Regions from separate parts of the Sus scrofa genome. Here region 1 is linked to region 2. The links are chromatin contacts, called in public promoter capture Hi-C maps. All regions are on one chromosome and are shown on one strand. The core of a region is the stretch at or near the end of the contact, and the rest is flanking DNA. Distances in the headings are between cores, read along the strand shown. Region 1 overlaps MAB21L3 (protein mab-21-like 3). Region 2 holds the start of LOC110260339 (a long non-coding RNA gene).

Evidence for each region. Promoter capture Hi-C pulls out the DNA fragments that hold promoters and counts their contacts.
Region 1: a promoter capture Hi-C map of liver shows a contact between it and region 2, with 10 times the contacts expected there. A contact is called at or near these places in 4 of 5 promoter capture datasets (fetal liver, fetal skeletal muscle, liver and 1 more), 32 of 47 Hi-C or Micro-C datasets (adipose tissue, alveolar macrophages, blood and 15 more) and 2 of 2 datasets of targeted methods (alveolar macrophages and skeletal muscle).

Annotation. Positions count from the first base shown.
Region 1 is chr4:104,601,907-104,608,520 of Sscrofa11.1, reverse strand. It overlaps MAB21L3 (protein mab-21-like 3), which reads left to right. Exons shown (of 9, transcript XR_002343480.1): 5 at 1,464-1,645; 6 at 2,134-2,328. The region is part of intron 1 of LOC102165891 (a long non-coding RNA gene); the gene reads right to left. Among named protein-coding and RNA genes, the nearest start is that of MAB21L3, 22 kb to the left of the region's middle.
Region 2 is chr4:104,252,946-104,259,898 of Sscrofa11.1, reverse strand. It overlaps LOC110260339 (a long non-coding RNA gene), which reads left to right and starts at 1,088. Exons shown (of 2, transcript XR_002343473.1): 1 at 1,088-1,563. It overlaps LOC110260338 (a long non-coding RNA gene), which reads right to left and starts at 1,062. Exons shown (of 5, transcript XR_002343472.1): 1 at 896-1,062.

The DNA.
Region 1 (6,614 bases), core at 4,016-6,515, 350 kb before region 2:
AAATGAGGAGGTGTGTATATGTGCCCACACAATGTTATAAAAAATGCCCATGCTACATAATTAAGTGAAAAACCCAGTTGCTGAACAATATGCAATTCCATATGTATAGTCAGAAAAGGATTTGCGTGTCCTCTTGTTTATCCAGACAGAATAGTTCTGAAAGACTCCATAATGGAAATAGCTCGTGTTTAATGGATTTTTTGCTATGTCTAGAATACTTTTGTGGATTATTTAATAGTCCTAGCAACCCTCTTAGAGTTAGAATCATTTTTTAAACTGTTCTACAGATAAGAAAGCTCAGATTTAGAGAGATTGAGTAAGAGGCCAAAAGTCACACCCTGTGCAAGCAGAACAGCAGAAGCAGGGTGTGGGCCAGGCAGGCTGGTGCCAACCCTCGCTCACCTCCTCCCTCTGCAACGCTGTTTATAGTGAAAGTGCAAATAAGAGATTCAAACTGGGCCGGGTGGAGAGGTGCTTTCAGTAAACAACGCTTAAGTTGCTGAAGTCCTGTCCCCGCCCGCCCTTGTGGCTCTGATGAGATCCAGACAATAAGCTCTTTATCACACCCCAGCCGAGGAGAGGGAGTGTTTTCCTTTGGAAGAGCCTGACACAATGAACGAATGAGTTTCCATTTCCTTCTCTGAGCAAGGAAAAGCAGAATAATAGATCCCCATGCAAGAGAGCCCATCCTTACCTGTAAGGAAGGCAAACAGAAACAAAACTTTGGTGTAGCTTTTGAAAGAAGGTACAAAGTAGAAATGAACTCTAGTATATGAGTTGGAAAATGTCCCCACATCCGTTCATGTTCTCTCCCTCTCTTTGCCCAGTTGGAAAAGTCAGGAGGGCTTCTTTCTGCCCACTGGATCCCTTAAGCCAGTGGCTATGACATACGTGGAAGTATTTTATGACTACCAGGTTAATGATGACAAAAGTGGCTGAGGCTGGGCTGGTAAATGGGTGGTGGAAACAAATGCCATCTCTAAGATTCAGCTAAGAGACAGCTAAGCTGCACGCCACCCCAGGCAGAGGAATAAGTAAGGGCCCGGGGCTGTCCTGAATAGGGTTGCACATCTGGTGGGAAGGAGGGATTATAGGAAAATGCTTGGATTTCTTTTGACAGCAGCAAAAACTATACCTTTCTCTTATATTCTGTGTCTCTTCCAGTTGAGCTTTCTATTACTTCTTTAGAAAAGGTACCACAAAACCCTAGGGGAGGAGGAAGAGAGAAAAAAGAAAACCCTACCAGCAATGAGATTTCCGAGCAATACTTTCATCAATATTTATTTGGTTAATTGTCTAGTGTTGGCATAAACACACCAGCTTGGCATGCCACTGAAACTCTGAAAGTTGCCCCACCAGTTACAAGAGGCTGGGTCGGAGCCACGGCTCACAGACGCCTACTTTGAACGCTGATCTTGATCCAAGTTTTGTCTGCTCATTGTCTGTCTGTCATTTACCTCCAGGTAATGAGGTCAGCATGCTGATGGACCGCCCTGGCGTTTGGGTTGCCGTGGAAACCTTCGCGGGTCCGGTGGAGCTAGAGCTGATTCCCTCCGTGGAGATCCCCACCTCCTGGTCCAAGAAAGCACGGTGGCCTCCTTGTCTGAGGCGCTGGCCTTCAGCAGAGAGAGTACAGTGCATCAAGGTATCTGCGTGCGGGGCCTCAGCTCCCCAGAGATGCTCTTGGCTTAACCAACCACAGCACCACTGACCCCCAACCAGTTTCAGAAGGAAAATCGAGATTTCATAGATTCCCCCAGCACCTGCAGGGGCACCTGAGATCCTGTGATACATGCAGATTCCCGGGCCCCACTCTGGACCTATCACATGAGACTCAGTGGGCAGGGCCCAGCAGGCCATGTTCTCACAAGCCCTCCAGGTGATTCTGGGCCCAGGCTCGAGCTGGAGAACCACTGCCAGAGAGAAAGTGGACACGGCCTCCCCAGTTAGTTGCCCACGTGTGGAGGAATGGCTCTGAGGCTCCCTCCATGCCCCCACGTGGGATATGCCGTCTGCCCAGTGGCAGGTCCCCCTGTAGTCCCCCCTTCCCCACCCCCGTAGACTGCTTGGGAGGTGGCGTTCCTTGACCAGCAGCATCCTTCTCATTTCCCGCTGTTTTTCTCTTCCCCCCAGTCCTTTGGGTTTAGCCTGTTGGCCTGTTCAAACTATCACTGGCAGCTGAGCTTCTTGCGGGCCGAGCAGGTGCTGCTGGAGCAGCTGGATGAGGACGGGGGCTGCCGCAGGAAGTGCTTTCAAGCCCTGAGGCAGATGAAGGAGGATGTCTGGTGCCCGGGGAAGAGGCCTGTGATCACCTCCCACCACCTGCAGGTGAGTGCACGACCTGGCATTGAGGCCCAGGGTGGCTGCAGCTGGTGGGTCCCTCTGCTGCCTCTGTAGGGCCACGCCCTAGAGCCACTTGGAATGTGCCTGCGTGTGTGGGATGAGTAGGAGGGGTGCTGGTGTCCACACGTGCCATCCCCCCAAGTACTAGGCGTTATGGGAGCTGTGCAGCCCCGCCGTGCGGTCCTGTCCTCCGCCGCCTCCCGTCCTCTTCCAGTCCTGCTTCTTTTTCTCTTTCTGCCTTCTCTCTCTCTCTCTCTCTCTCTGCCCTCCTTTTATGTCACTCAGCAAACCAACACAAGTGCCCACTGTGTGCCTGAAACCCGCTGAGGTTCAGAAAGGAATTACCGCTTGTGGTCTCCGCCCCAAGAAATCCACAGTCTGGTGAAATCTTGTGCTCAAACCCAGATGGATTCATGTTTTCCCTCATGTTAACAGGACTCAGGACTCAGCCCCTACTCTAGTCCAAGCGCAGCCACTCATGCGCAGGCGTGTACACACACACACACACACACACACACACACACACACACACACACACACACACCTCTGTGGGAAGGGGGAAACCAGGACATGTTGGGGTTACCCCATGAACCTGGCAGCACACCTGAACTTCTGGGCTGCAAATCATCAAGCATGGGTTTTTTTTTTTTTTTCTTTTTTCTTTTCCTTTTTTTTAGGGCTGCACCCACAGCATATGGAGGTTCCCAGGCTAGGGGTCGAATCAGAGCTGTAGCCACCAGCCTATGCCACAGCCACAGCAACGCGGGATCTGAAACGTGTCTGCGACCTACACCACAGCTCAAGGCAGTGCCAAATCCTTTACCCACTGAGCGAAGCCAGGATCGAACCTGCATCCTCATGGATACTAGTCAGGCTCGTAACACACTGAGCCACACAGGATCTTCCCAGGGGAGGATTTTGCATCATACAGCCACGAATGCATTCATTCACTCACTTGCTCGGCAAAGGCTGAGATCCCTGTGCGTCAGTCACTTGCTCCCACACCTGCTGTGTACTCTACACCTGGAGGTACCGGGTGAGCAAATCGATGTGATTCCTGCTCTTGTGGGGAATACAGTCTAGCAAACACTCCTGCGGGCATACCTGGAATTGTGCCACGTGGGGAATGCTTGGGGAGAAAAGGAACATTGCTCTAGGAGGGCGCAGGGCAGCAGAACAGGACCTGGACTGGGGGGTCGGGAGTTCCCTCTTTGATCACACACTCAGCTCCTCCTTCTCAAATTTCTGGCCGCGTATGGTGAACTGGATGATCATGGTAAAACTGCGTGCAGCATGCTCGGGTTGGAAGGTATCAGACTCTTACAGCTCAGTCCTAGCTTAGCTAGTATCCATCCTGGGGCTTCAGCCCTCCGCCTGACCTACACAGGTGAGCACAGGTCCTTGGGGTGTGTGGTGCCTTCCTTACATGCGCCACCCTGTGCCATGTCTCAGACAGTGGACAACTATTATCCAGCCCTGTGTTACTCTTCCAGCTCTAACCCAAGCTATTTAAGGCCAACTACTACCGAACCCTTCATATCTCTCCCAATGCTTGGTACATAGTAGTTGTTCAGTAAACATATGCTAACCATATGAATGAATGACTTCACATTTTATTTAATTTCTCCCTCCCCCACATTGCTAGTCTTTGCTTTGCTTTCTTATCTGTTCTGATGACTGGTTCACCCTGATTTGCCCGAGCATCTGTGAACATCTCATTTGCACAAACTCGGGCCTTTCTCTTCAGTTTCAACATTCCCGATGTGTCCTCAGGCTTGTCCCCTTTAAAAATGCACATCTATTCTCCTGGATCCAGGACACGTACTCTCTGAAGACAGTCTAAATCATTAGGGGGTTTCGCTTCTTTCTTACTTGCCTTTCCATGCGCCACCCTGGGAAGAGACAGAGCTGGAAGGAATGTCCAGTCTGTCTTATAGCCACATCCACACCCTTAACTAACCACTGATTTCAGCGCTCCAACACCAGGATGGGTGGTAAGGAGCCATGGGTGTTTTAGGCAAGATGGAGTAGGACCACCATGGGCCCCCCAGCCCTTCACTGTTCTCAGAACGGTATTCCACCTGGGAGTTACTTGTATTCCAGTGGTTTCTAAATCATCATTTCAGGGCAGCTCCTTAAAGGCCCTCTGTTGGAGTCCTTCCCTACCCCACCTACATGGCACGATAAAATTGTGCATTCTCAAGAATGGACAGTTAAAAGGGGGTTGTTTGTGGCGAAAATGAAACCGTACTGATTGCCTTTTCCTCTCGTCTTCCACCCTTGGTCCAAGGGCGGAATTCTCCCACATGGAGGCACTGGGATGACGTGGCTTGATGGCACTGTCCTGCCAGACACCATCCTGAATGGTGGCTTGTCTGTGCGGGATCCTTGCCAAGGCTTCAATCTGGGGAAAGTGGAAGCGTCTGGGTTGCAAAACAGCACCCAGAAGGCTGTGCCGGTCACGGTCACCTCACTTGAAGTCTTCACCTCCTCCCCCAGAGGCTCCTCCCCAAAGCGATTGCCTGTGAAGCTGGAGCTTATCTTTCCTTGGCTTATTTGTTCCTAACCCCCTTGCTGCTCAAAGCCACAGAGGCTTGCTTATAATAGGCTTAACTGCTTCTGTTTGCTTAGGGAGATAAAAGCTTAACTACAAGAGGAATTAAAACCTGTTTCTGTACCTAGGTTATCTCGACTAGCCTCAAATTATCTCCAGCTCATTTACTCAAAGCAATAGAGTCTAAATCCTGCCTCTTGCTGTGAACCTAAAACTGCTCTTTTTACTTTTTAGTAAAAGACTCTATTTTAAAATACTCAACACCTAAACCCAAACATTAGTGATTTCACTCTGTCGGTACATGTTTATTGACTGCCTCCCATGGGCCAGTGCCTCTGCTGGATGCAGGTGACATCGCAGTCTCTGCTGGATGCAGGTGACATCGCAGTGCTTGCATACAGGTACCGTCCTCTGCTCACACGGAGTTCCCATCTAGGAGGGGATCATGTGAAAACATAGGAAATCGCCCGCTACTGTCATCACTGCAGCTCGTGAGAAGTTCATGATGAAGAAATTGCTTCATGGGTGTCACGGGGAACTTGGATCCAGTGGAGTTTTCTGGACAAGGAAACTTCCTTGGGGAAGGAAGTAGGCCCCCGATGGCACAACTGGGATGTGAAAGACCCCGAGACGGAAGAGAGCATGAAACGAGGCGCTGGAGTGGCCAGAAGGAGAGATGCTCAGAGAGCTGAGGGCGAACTGAGGCTGGAAAGGAAGGGAGGGAGCAAACTTTGTAAACCAAACCAAGCTAAGTGTGGTCTTTTTAATTAGCAAACAATGGAAAGACTGAAGTCTTTTAGACAAGCAGCAACAGAGCCAGATGTACATTTCAAAAATATCACCTGGGGGCGTTCCAGTGGATGCAAATCTGACCAGGACCCATGAGGTTGTGGGTTCGACCCCTGGCCCCCGCTCAGTAGATTAAGGATCTGGTGTTGCTGTGTCTGTGGCATAGGCCAGCAGCTGTAGCTCTGATTAGACCCCTAGCCTGGGAACTTCCCTACGTTGTGGGTGTGGCCCTAACCCCCCCCCCCAAAAAAAAAGATCACGTGGGCAGTGGTGTGGTGGTGACAGATAGGACCAGATAGGAAGGGGTGCAGTTTGAGGGGACAGCGATGGCAGAGAGGGCTGGAGAGGATGATAAGGGCGGTCATGATAAGTGGGGGAGTTGGAGAAGTTCGTAGGCTGGAGGATTGGCAGGACTTGATAAGAGGCGGTGAGGGAGAGGGTGGCTCCTAGGTTTGTGTCTTGCATAACAGGCAATGAGCAACCCCGGAAGCACAGCAGGGATGTGGTGGAGGCTCATGAGTTCATGTGAACCGAAGCAATTTTCAGGTCAAGAGGTCAGAGGAGAAGTGTGAACTAGAGGGGAAAAAATGACAAGGCATCTGTATTTAGTGGGGATTAAAGTGACTGTAGTGGAAGAAAGATAAGTCAGAGGAAGAGAGGGGCTGCAAGGGGGAGCAGGAGGGAGTGGGATGGACGGAGTTTGGGGTTGGTAAATGCAAACTGTTGCATTCAGAGTGGATAAGCAATGAGGTCCTGCTATATAGCACACGGAACTATGTCCAGTCTCTTGGGTTGGAACATAATGGAAGCTAGTATGAAAAAAAAGTATATATATGACTCCTTTTGCTGTACAGCTGAAATTGAAAGAAAATTGTGAATCAACTATACTTAAATAAAAAATGAAAAAAGAAAAGAAATGAAAGCCTGT
Region 2 (6,953 bases), core at 3,474-5,973:
AGGCTGGGTTTGGAGAAGCGGTCCAGGGTCTGGGGTCTCAAGGCAGCTGCAGGGATGCTGGGTCAGGGCTGCTCTTGGCCTCTATCTCTGTCTCCAAATCCAGACATTCCAGGTTTCCCAGGACAAGGAGTCAAAGGCTGGGAAGCAAGGTCTGGATGTGGGCAGGGGGAAATGGAGGGGAAAGGGCACCTGCCACCCCCTGGGCAGTTGCAACCCTGTTCCTGCCTGTCTGTGCCCAGAGAGTCCCCTGATGCCTTCGGCTCCTCCAGCACCCCACCCAGCCTGCCCTTTCCACCTCGCCTGCCCCACTGTGCCCAGAACACAAAATTCTGTCCCAGAGTGTGGGAGGTAGACCATGGGTGTCGTCGGGGGGGAGGGCAGTCAGAGGTGGACGTGAGGAGGAAAAAGAAAGGACTGGTGGATTTCTCCCTTTCCAACCTGGCTCCCACTTCTGTCAAAGAGCTGCGGTGACAGGGAACGCGGCAGGAGCTAGCTTAGAAGGGAAACAGTGGTAGACTCTGGCTCCTTGAAAAGAATAAAGGCTGCTTAAACCCAAGGGACCAGCCCACCCCCTGGGATCCCAAAGGTGGCTGCTCCATAGACGGACAGGGCACACCAGTTCCCATGGGCATCATCTCACGGCTCCATAAAGGGTCAGCGAGGAGCTGGCACCAGCATCTCCTCCCTGCCTGCATCTTTCCAGGGATTCTTCACGTGCCCTACGCTGAGTGCCAATCGCTGTGGAAGTCAGGATCCTCTAGCCCTAGAGATGAAGGGAGTCCTTCCTCTGGCACCAATAAAGGCTCTCAGCGCCCCCTCAAAACTTTGGAGATTTGAAGATTCCCCTCCCTTAGGAAGCAGAGTTGCTGTGCACTCTGCCTAGGATGTGGCTTACCTGGCTAACTCCACGTTACACACCTAGCATTTCTTCTGGCTGAAAAGAACTCAAACTCCTGCCCTCTGTTCTTTAAGGTGAACGATGACGCTTATTAATAACCACCACCAAGACCTAAGAGTCCCTCTGGCATCCCCGGGGTTAATTCAGGCGCCAGCAAATCCAAATGTTGGCCGGGAGACGGGCGTCAGCAGGATTTCACCTGCATGGTCAATTTTTACCTAGAATGGGGCTATGCCTGCATTAATTTGTCACCAGTGGAATATAAATGTGTGCCTGCCGAGAATGATTGATTTTGACGAGGAGCAGTGGGTTATTCAGAAAATTGGAAACCAAAACCCCGGAAGTCTGTATTTCTCAGCACCGATAGCTCCTTCCTAGCCAGGTGACAGGAGAAGAGCTGCTACCTGCCACACCAAAAGTGTCCTTACGTCCATCCCTCCTGAGAAGGTGACCCTTCTGCATCCTCCCCCGTAAAAGCTGCAATTTCACCCTCCCACAGTAGGTCCTAGGACCACCCCATCTGAGCCAGCTCCCACCTGCTGTTCTGATCCAGGCAGAGGGGGCAGCCTGAGTGAAGACTGAGACAGGACAGAACGTGGCATTTCTAGGGACTGGCGGACGGCCAAGGTGACCGGGACCCTGAGGGCTGGGGAAAGCGGCACAAGGTAAGGTTGGAGAGTCAACAAAGACTCATCTGTGCAGAGCTTGGAGCCCACGGTGAGAGGTTTGCCCTTTATCCCAAAGTCCAGAGCAGGGAAGAAGAATCTGCAAGGTTCTTACACTGCTTTAAGCAAAGCTTTCTGGGCAGGTTAGTGTTTGCTGAGCCCGACCTGCTGAGCTAGGCATTTGGAGTAGAAGTGAACCATCTAAAGGATTCGACAGTGATGAAGCAGATAAGCCACATCGCCATGAAGAATGCCCATGGTCCTGCCTGGAGTTGAGGGGGCAGGACGGGGCTTCCAGGGAACCCCGGGCTCCCTGGGGCAGCTGTCACCCCCAGGTCTAGGGTGGAAAAGCCTCTGCCTGCCTCACCCCTCCCCTGGCCTGCCAGCCTCACCAGCCCTTCCACCTTCCGCAGAAGCGGCACCACCCTCCCCTGGAACACTGAGTTCCCTGTTGTGGACTCTGGGAGGGCCCTGGACCAGGTGCAATATGTGCTGCATTGGGGGTGGGGGAGGGGAAACTGGGATGGAGGGTCAAAAACGGAGAGAAAGAGGGGGAAAAAAGGGACTTTCTGGAGCTTCCCCCTAAAGCATGCCAGCCTTTTCCTCTGATAAAAAGCAAAAGGAGCAGGGGGGTTTTTTGTTTTGTTTTGGTTTTGCTTTTTAGGACCACATCTGCGGCATATGGAGGCTCCCAGGCCAGGGGTCCAATCAGAGCTACAGCTGCTGGCCTACACCACAGCCACAGCAACGTGGGATCCTTAACCCGCTGAGCAAGGCCAGGGACCGAACCTGCAACCTCATGGTTCCTAGTCAGATTCGTTTCCACCGTGCCACAATGGGAACTCCAGGGGCAGGTTTTAAAAATGAAATTAAATCAAATTCTGTCTGTTGGATTTGGTCAGTCCTCGGGATCCCACTTGACTGCCCTGCTCCTTCGGGACCATTGTGCAGCAGCAACCACAATAGGAAGCACCCACTGTGTGCTAGGTAGGCATCCTGCAAGGACTGGGCCTGGGAGCTAAAGCGGCCCACAGTCCTATTTGGGGGACTGGGGGTTTCCCAGGACACAAGACTTTCAGTACTAAACCCAGGACAGGCCCAGGCAAACTGGGACAGCTGGTCACCCTAGTAGGAGCTGACCATCCAGTAAAGTCAAGTGGCTAAGTCACAGCACAGCGTGGCTCGTGGCCAGTGGCACCTAGGAGTAGGTCCCTCTTAGAACCAGAAACACCTTCTCAGCACTCAGCCCCCTTTCTGAAAAGACCCCAGTGCCTGTTTCTTTCTTTTATTTGTCTCTTTTTAGGGCCCCACCCACAGCATATGGAGGTTCCTAGGTTAGGGGTCAAATCAGAGCTGTAGCTGCTGGCCTACACCACAGCTCACGGCAACACCAGATCCTTAACCCACTGAGTGAGGACAGGATCGAACCTGTGTCCTCAAGGATACTAGTCAGCTTCATTTCCACTGAGCCAGGATAGGAACTCCCCGGCAGGTGTCTGTTTCCATGATGCCACCCCAGGCCAAGCCTAAGCCATCAGGATGGACAGGCAGTGGTGCTGAGACTGGGCTCTCTCTGTCGTTTGCTAAGGTTGCTCTCACTATATCAAGCTGCAGGAGGCTGTCCACTGACTCCGTAGGCCAAGGTCAGCTAAGGACAGGCGATCAGTTTGCCCTTGTGGGCCTTTCTCTTGGTGACACCGCCTCTGGCTCAGAACAAAGGCTCCTCGTTTTGTTTGGGCGCTGAGGGTTGAACAAGTGTGTGCTGCCACCTGCTGGCCACAGAGGCTATTTTGAGGTGGTGAACTAAAGCCTCAGAGAGTTGGTAATATATGAGCCCAGGGGTTGCTGAGCACAGGGCACAGCAAGGTCTCCCAGAGCACCCAGGGCCAGACCTCTAGGGAGAAGCATCCGAGGACCCCCTCAAAGAGCACTGGAAGCCCCCACCCCCAGGGGCTGCCCTCTCTCAGTCGGGCCCTGGATGCCGAGAATTCCCAGCTAACATGAGCACTCTTTTAGCTACAATACAATCCTCTGGGCCCCAGGGGTGTGCTGGAAAGAGCTGCACAGAAGTCAATGATTAAATATTCAGGAATTTTACATGCTGCCATAACAGCTTGAAATTGATCACGCTGGGAGCATTTACACCATGGAAATTGGCAAATGCTACACATTAGAGCTCTCCCCATCCTACCCGCCCCAGTGGATTTGTCAGCATGTCCCTGCAAAGCTCCCACCACATTTCAAATATTGTCACCTGGGAGAGAGAAAGCATCAGCATCAGGTTTTCTCAGATAAATCACCAAGGATGGAATCAGTGTCAGAGAGAAGAGGTATATTCTGAAAGGAGGGAGCTTGTAGGGAACACTTTTTTTTAAACTAAGAACAACTATTTAATAGCTGATGGCCCTGGCATCAGAAACACCTGGATTCAAGTGACAGCTCTTCTGCTTGCTAACTATAGGACAGTAAGCAAATGGCTTCACCTCTAACTCCCAGTTTCTCTCTCTCAAGTGGGGGTAATATTAGCTTCTACCTCAAATGGTAGTTGTGAGATGACGTGGTTAAACGCTTAGCACATGGCCAGGCACACGGTGCTCAATGCATGTGCAACGTTATCAGTTATTGATTAGAATCACAACTCACGACTGACCCTGCCATCACCCTACTAAAACCAGTTTCACCTCTAGGTGTCCTCCACAGAGTTAGGGGGTGGGGATTGGTCCCTCCATCCTCCCCAAGAGCTAAATTTTGACCTCCCCCCCAACCTTTTTTAGGGCCACACCCATGGCATATGGAAGTCTCCAGGCTACCAGCCTACGAAACAGCCACAGCCATGCCCGATCCAAGCCGCATTTGTGACCTACGCCACAGCTTGCAGGAATGCCATATCCTTAACCCACTGAGGGAGGCCAGGGATTAAACCCGCATCCTCATGGACTCTATGTTGGATTCTTAACCTGCTGAAGCACAATGGGAACGCCCTAGCAGCTAAATGTTGACATCAGCCTGACTTTTGGCTATTCATCTGTACTTGTTCCCTACAGTTATAGGGCACGGTGTCCCCTGGAACAGAGACACAAGGTGATAAGGGAGCACCTGAATGGAAAAGCATTAAAGACGCAAACAGTGGACACTGGCCAAAGGGCGGAAGATCTGTAAATGGATTTCTAGCTAGTGTGTAAGTTCAGAAAGGGCAGGATTCAAATCTAAGTTCAAAGGGCAGGACTGAGCTGCAGAGCGGGCTACGGCTCCAAGGAAGAGGTGCACCTGGGGACTGGGCATGAATTCGAAGAGCTCACGCAATGGCCCATCTGAATTGGGCTCCATCTGAGTTGACAAATGTGGGTCCCCCTTCCACAAAAGGGTCTGTGTGAGGGAATGGAGTGGGGCTGGTAAGGATGGCTGGCCTCCCTTTTTTGTTTGTTTTAAGGATCAAAATGTGAGGAGGCATGAAAATCAAAGCTTGGGGGGCGGGGTTAAAAGGAAACTAAATTACCTAGATAAACCTTTCCTCTTTCAGTTGAGGAACCTCAGCCCCAGAGCAGCAAGGAGGCTTTTGCCCAGGGTCTCATGACCAGGGTGTCGTGGCACTTAGGCTGGCCCAGTTCCCTGCCCGTTATTTTTCTGCTCTACCACAGAAGCTGTCCAGATAAAGACCATCAATTCCCAAGGCTACATCAAGTTTTGGAAAATATAAGGTCATAGCGGCTGCATGGAGAGCTGTGTGTTTATTTTTATCCTGGCCATCATAAAATTATTGTATGCTTCTGCAACCAAAGAAGAAAAACATGCTGTCAATTTCCAAAGTTTAAATTCTAGGAGTTCCCATTGTAGCACAAGGGAAACTCATCCGACTAGGAACCAGGAGGTTGAGGGTTCAATCCCTGGCCTCACTCAGTGGGTTAAGGATCCAGCGTTGCCAGGAGCTGTGGTATAGGTTGCAGATGTGGCTCAGATCCTGCGTGGCTGTGGCTGTGGCTGTGGTGCAGGCCAGCAGGTGTAGCTCCCATTCGACCCCTAGCCTGGGAACCTCCATATACTGCAGGTATGGCCCTAAAATGCAAAAAAAAAAAAAAATTTAATTCTATACATCTTTCTATCCATTATTTAGATTTTCCCCTCCTCTGTCCACTGTCATACTTTTTCCTTGGGAAAAAATAAAAATGGCTTATCCTTAAAAACTACTATATGTAAAATAAATAACCAATAAAGACCTACCGTACTGCACAGTGAACAACTTTCAGTATCCAGTTAATAACCCATAGTGGGAAAAGCACATGGAAAAGAACGCATGTGTATAACTGAATCGCAGTGCTGTACACCAGAAACTCACACAACGTTGTCAAGCCACTCTACTCCAGTTTGAAAAGAAAAAGAATTTTAATGGCTTTTCCAATTTCTGTTGGGGCTGAGAAGTCTCGTTAGGGTCACCCATTCTCACGCCAGATGGTGACTGGCTAGATTTTCTTGCAGTAGATAAGACTTGGGGCCACAGGCTGTTGAAAGGCCTTTTGTTTGTGGACTCCAAGGGGGCCCGCTCAGTTTATCTCATTCATGGTGTGACCCTACTTTTCTGAGTCGCCCAGTTGAGGCCTGGGCCAAAACACGACGGAAGGGACTGTGCTTGCCTTCATTCCGACCCGCTTTCACCTCCCTGAGCTGGTGAAGGTTATGACTACAGCCCAATTCTCGAGTGACTCACTCCAGGAAAAGGACATGTGACAAGGACCTGGCTCTCATGGGACTGCTCGCCAGCAGGGCCGAGACAGGGATGGCATTGTTCGAGGAAGCTTCAGGAAGTCAAACATCCGGAGACGAGCGTGCATGGTCCACTCACCCCACAGGCTGGGAGAGAATGTATTTTTCCCCGCTGATCAATCTGTGTATTTACCCCTGCAAGGGCATTTAGAGGACTTCTGGAATGTTTGCCTCCTCCAGTCTCAAATGCGGCGCGTTCTCAGTGGGCCAGGAAAGCAAGGGACCTGCCTTCCTAGAGCCCTGCTACGTGCTGGATGCTTGACCTGTTGTCACATTCGGCTCCATCCCCCCAACACACTTTGGGATAAGCAGCACCACTGCTCCCCTTTTACAGATGAGGAAATGTAGGCGCACAGATGTTGAGGCGTTTGGCCAGGCCCCGCCAGCCCCTAAATGGCAGACCCAAGAGTCAAACCTGGGTCTCGGTTGACATTGAAGGGTACTGCCAATGCCAGAAAAGGGGGTCCTTCCCTGCAGGTGCCCAGCCTTCTGATAAAATAAATGTTCCTCTTGAGGTGTGGGGAAGCCATTCGGGCTTGTATGTGATTTAACGTGAATTTTTTGTGGCCTCTCAAACATACAAGGACACGGTGACCAGATGTAAAGAATTTTTTTTTGGAGGGGGGGGGGCT